Linked DNA regions of Ovis aries: region 2 is linked to region 1. The links are chromatin contacts, called in public Hi-C maps. All regions are on one chromosome and are shown on one strand. The core of a region is the stretch at or near the end of the contact, and the rest is flanking DNA. Distances in the headings are between cores, read along the strand shown.

What was found. Hi-C and Micro-C count contacts between places; a contact is called where the count stands out from the background.
Region 2: a Hi-C map of hypothalamus shows a contact between it and region 1, with 6 times the contacts expected there. The contact joins two enhancer-like sites. A contact is called at or near these places in 4 of 16 Hi-C or Micro-C datasets (hypothalamus, muscle and tail adipose tissue).

The regions. Positions count from the first base shown.
Region 1 is chr23:21,538,028-21,540,745 of ARS-UI_Ramb_v3.0, forward strand. No RefSeq gene overlaps it. Among named protein-coding and RNA genes, the nearest start is that of C23H18orf21, 29 kb to the left of the region's middle. Within about 2 kb of position 1,329, at least 10 of the 54 cell types and tissues checked have an H3K27ac peak or open chromatin away from gene starts, as enhancers often do. A contact at or near this core is called in hypothalamus, where this site is marked.
Region 2 is chr23:21,684,705-21,687,422 of ARS-UI_Ramb_v3.0, forward strand. No RefSeq gene overlaps it. Among named protein-coding and RNA genes, the nearest start is that of C23H18orf21, 180 kb to the left of the region's middle. Within about 2 kb of position 1,392, at least 11 of the 54 cell types and tissues checked have an H3K27ac peak or open chromatin away from gene starts, as enhancers often do. A contact at or near this core is called in hypothalamus, where this site is marked.

The DNA of each region.
Region 1 (2,718 bases), core at 79-2,578:
AGCTGGATTCACAAAAGGCAGAGGAACCAGAGATCAAATTGCCAGCGTCCATTGGATCATAGAAAAAGCGAAAGAATTCCAGTAAAATATCTACTTCTGCTTCATTGACCATGCTAAATAAAGCCTTTGACTGTGTGGATCACAACAAGCTGTGGAAAATTCTTAAAGAGATGGAAATACGAGAGCACCTTACCTGCCTCTGAGAAACCTGTATGCAGGTCAAGAAGTAACAGAACCAGACACAGAACAACGAACTGGTTCCAAATTGGGAAAGGAGTACGACAAGGCTGTATATTGTCACCTTGTTTATTTAACTTCTATGCAGAGTACATCAAGCAAAATGTTGGGCTGGATGAATCACAAGCTGGAATCATGATTGCCAGGAGAAATATCAACAACCACAGATATGCAGAGGATATGACTCTAATGGCAGAAAGCAAAGAGAAACTAAAGAGCTTCTTGATGAGGGTGAAGAAGGAGAGTGAAAAAGCTGGCTTAAAATTCAGCATTCAAAACACTAAGATGATAGCATCTGGTCCCATCACTTCATTGGCAAATAGATGGGGAAACAGTGGAAACACTGACAGATTTTCTTGAGCTGCATTCCTTCCAAAATCACAAAGGATGGTGACCGCAGCCATGAAATTAAAAAATGTTTGCTCCTTGGAAGAAAAGCTATGACAACCTAGAAAACATATTAAAAAGCAGAGACATTACTATGTTGATAAAGGTCCATATAGTCAAAGCCATGTAGTCATGTATGGATGTGAGAGTTGGACCATAAAGCAGATGACTAATCACGGAAGAGTGTCTAAGAATTGATGCTTTTGAACTGTGATGTTGGAGAAGGCTCTTGAGAGTCCTTTGGACAGCAAGGAGATCAAACCAGTCAATCCTAAAGGAAATCAGTCCTGAATATTCACTGGAAGGACTGAAGCTGAAGCTTCAATACTTTGGCCACCTGATGCGAAGAGCCAACTCACTGGAAAAGACCCTGATGCTGGGAAAGATTGAGGGCAGGAGGAGGACGACAGAGGATGTGATGGTTGGACGGCATCACAGACTTCATGGGCATGAGTTTGAGCAAGCTCTGGGAGATAGTGAAGGACAGGGGAGCCTGGAGTGCAGCAGTCCATGGAGTCGCAGAGTCGGAGACGACTGAACAAGCAGGGAAGAAAACCTTGTTTATGGGTTTAATCTACCACATGCAGTTCCCCACAGTCACCAGCAGGGGGAAAAAGTAGTTTCCTTTTTCCGATGGATCCGGGCTCCTCGAGGCTAATTCCTTAACCAAAGGGAAAGAAGGGAAGAGCGCCGGGCAGAGCTCGGTCAGTGCACGGAGGGGACTGGCCTAGAGCGGTCACTCGAAAGGCGAGGACCCGCGAAACCGAGTATGCATATTCCCAGCAGCTCTGTCTTTCCAGACACGCGGAGTAAGTTGGCTGGAACTCCCCGTGACCGCTCAGCCGGGCGTGCAGGGCTGCAGCGGCGCAAAGCCTGTTCCAGAGCGGCCGCAGCGGCGCGGGCAGGAGGGGTACCCAGGTGGGGCCACGCGCCCTCCGCGGGGGGACAGGTGAGCCCGCCCCCGAGTCCGAGAGGGAGCCAGGTGAGCGTCCGCCCGGATCCGCCGGTGACCAGGTGAGCCCACGTCCAGGGACTCTGGGGTCTCGGTCAGAGTCGGGTTGTAGGACTCAAGCAGCCAGTAGGCAAAATGGGTTGAAACGGAGAGCGAAGCCGGCTGGTGATTCGAGATACCTGCCTGGGCAAAGTTGTATCTTGCAGGGCGGGGGTCAGAGGGTCGGAAAGGACAGTCTTCTGCCAAGTGGGCTCACCGTATTAGCCTTAAAAATAAACTCTGCACCTGAGAGGATGTGTCAAAGGGATCTGAGAGTGGTCATTTTATTAGCGCTGCACGTTAAGCATGTCCTGCCCTCCAGGACCTTGGCTAAAGTGTGTCTTTGGTGACCAGTTGTAGAGCCTGTGTCTGTGCTCCAAAATAACCGCGTGGGCAGGTGATGAGCTGCGGCCGAAAGGAAACAGCCTCACTTTAGGGGTCTTTAAGATTGAAAGTCAGAGGGTGCTGAAGCAGCGAGAGAGATTGGAGACGGAAAGCAAAGATGAGCAAACAGAAAGATGAGCAAAGATGTGGGTAGGCAAGAAAAGGAACCGCGTGGAAACAGCCCGGTGGACCCCCCAGCTCGGTGAGGCGCGCGGGTTAGCCGCAGGAGTGTGTCAGGATTGACATGTGTCTGTCGAGAGCCTGACCCTGGACAGACGATTGGAGTCAGAGGAAGGAGGTCTTTGGTTAAGAACTCACTGGTTATCGCTGGTTATCGTGGTAGGAATGGAAACCTGTGCACCTTGTCAGCTGCAAGTTTTCTTCTGACAGATATTCAAATGTACAGAATTAATTGGATTAGGAGATAAACTGCCAGGTGCTGTGTGTTTCTACACCCGGATGAACATTCAAAGAGGACTCTCTGGAAATGCTTTTCATGTAAATAATAATTAGAATTCAAGATTAAAGTGTTGCAGAACAACATAAAAATTTTTTTATTACTGTCTTAATAATATTGCATGTAGCAGCAGTAGTACTCTAATTATATTTTAAAATATTTCAAGAATGTGTTCTTTTTAAGATAGCTAATTACAAGTTTAAAATAGACAGGATTCTAAAATATTCCAATCCTTAATATATGCAAAAAGTCAAACAAAACA
Region 2 (2,718 bases), core at 142-2,641, 150 kb after region 1:
GCAAGAGACATGGGTTTGATCCCTAGGTCGGAAAGATCCCCCGGAGTAGGAAATGGCACTCCACTTCAGTATTCTTGCCTGGAAAATGTGGTGGGCAGAGGAGCCTGGCAGACTACAGTCCATGGGGCCACAGAGTCGGACACGACTGAGCTCACATGTGAAGAGAGTTTCTTGCAGATAGCAGGTACTTGGGTCATTTTTAAAAAAAATCCATTCTGCCAAACTGTTTCTTGAATTGGTGTGTTTACCGTATTTACACTTAACATAATTATTAACATGCATAGATCCAGACCTCCCCTTTTCGTTTCCCATTTGTGCCCTCTGTTTTTCATTCTTGTGTTTCCCCTGCCTACCTTTGTTTAGGATACTTACACTTTTTTTGGCTGTGTGGGTGGCATGTGGGAGGATCTTAGTTCCTGAACCAGGGGGCCAACCCCTGCCCCTTGCAATAGAAGCAGAGTCTTAACCACTGAACTACTAGAGAATTCCCTTAAAATATTTTTAGTATCCCATTTTAAGTTATCCAGTATATTTTTGACATTACCTCTTCACATAATTTCTTCAGTGTTGCGAGAGACAATTTTCTTTGAGCACCTTGCTCTCCTACATCTTTTACTGTGCATGCAAAGAATGTGAAGCCCTGACCCCTGTTTTGCCTGGGCCATTTGGTGTCACGGGGTTGGGCACAAAGGACGGAGGATGCTGATGGGAAGGTGGTGGCCTGCACAGAGGAAGAAAGAAACCCTTGGGCCCACGCACCAGGCACCAGACCCTGGGAGCAGTAAGTGGCAAGCTCAGGTGGAGACCCTGGAGGAGGGGAGACAGGAAACTGGCCCTGTTTCTTTCCTGCTGCTCCCACCGTCCGCCGGTGGGAAGGGCTAGCTCCACGGCCCTGTTTGTTCCCTGATAACCCAGCCAGGGGAAAACGTGGCGTCCTGGTGTAAGGGACTCTCATCACTGTAATCCCTGCCTCCTGTGCAGGTGAGACTCCTGGGTCCATGTTCTCCTGGATTAAAAAGGCTCCGAAACTCAAAGGACAGGGTTCTGGCAAAGTTTGCAGAAGGGCATGAAACCTTCAGTGGCCTTGTGGGCGAGGTCCTATGGGCCATTCACCGTCCTGTGGTTGTGACTTCTGCCACGGAACGGAGGGGCAGAACCGAGGTGTTTAGTGCCTTCCCACTGGGTGAGTGACGGAGGGGATTCTCCTGCCCGGGGTCCCCGCGGGTACAGAAGTGCTAGAGCAACATCCAGGCCACATCCTCCCCTCCCTAAACCACCCCTGGTGCTCCAGCAGAAACAAAACGGAATTCCAGCTAGTGGAGAACAGTTTCAACGGTTTAATGGCTGCCACGCTACGCAGAGGCATTGCCTAGTATAACAGTGCCACCTGCTGGACAAGCTACCTACTACACTTTTTGTTTTTGGATTTGAGGGCCGTTATTGTGAACAGCGGCGCTCAGTTGTGCCTGACTCTTCATGTCTCTTTGTGACCCCCATGGACTGTAGCCCTACAAGCTAGGCTTCAACTGTATGTGAATTGAGAACTTTCAGATGTACAAACTGGGCTTAGAAAAGGGAAAGGTAACAGAGATTAAATTACCAACATCCGCTGGATCATCGAAAAAGCAAGAGAGTTCCAGAAAAACATCTACTTCTGCTTCATTGATTATGCTAAAGCCTTTGACTGTGTGGATCACAACGAACTGTGGAAAATTCTTCAAGAGATGGGAATACCAGACCATCTGACCTGCCTCCTGAGAAATCTGTATGTAAGTCAAGAAGAAACAATTAAAACTGGACATGGGACAAGGGACTGGTTCCAAATTGGGAAAACAGTACGTCAAGGTCGTATATTGTCACCCTGCTTATGTAACTTATATGCAGAGTACATCATGCAAAATGCCAGGCTGGATGAAGCACAAGCTGGAATCAGGATTGCTGGAGAAATGTCAACAACCTCAGATATGCATATGATACCACCCTAACAACAGAAAGTGAAGAGGAACTAAAGAGCCTCTTGATGAGGGTGAAAGAGGAGAGTGAAAAAGCTGGCTTAAAACTCAACATTCAAAAAACTAAGCTCATGGCATCCGGTCCCATCACTTTATGGCAAATAGATGGGGAAAAAGTAGAAACAGTGGCAGATTTTATTTTCTTGGGATTCACAGTTACTGCTGATGGTGACTGCAGCCATGAAATCAAAAGATGCTTGCTCCTTTGAACAAAAACTATGACAAACCTAAATGGCATATTAAAAAGCACAGACATTACTTTGCCAACAAAGTCCATGTAGTCAAAACTATGGTTTTTCCAGTAGTCATGTATGAATGTGAGAGTTGGACAATAAAGAAGGCTAACCCTGCTTATTTAACTTCTATGCAGAGTACATCATGAGAAACGCTGGGCTGGAAGAAGCACAAGCTGGAATCAAGATTGTTGGGAGAAATATCAATAACCTCAGATATGCAGATGACACCACCCTCATGGCAGAAAGTGAAGAGGAACTAAAAAGCCTCTTGATGAAAGTGAAAGAGGAGAGTGAAAAAGTTGGCTTAAAGCTCAACAGTCAGAAAACGAAGATCGTGGCATCTGGTCCCATCACTTCATGGGAAATAGATGGGAAACAGTGGAAACAGTGTCAGACTTTATTTTTTTTTTGGCTCCAAAATCACTGCAGATGGTGATTGCAGCCATGAAATTAAAAGACACTTACTTCTT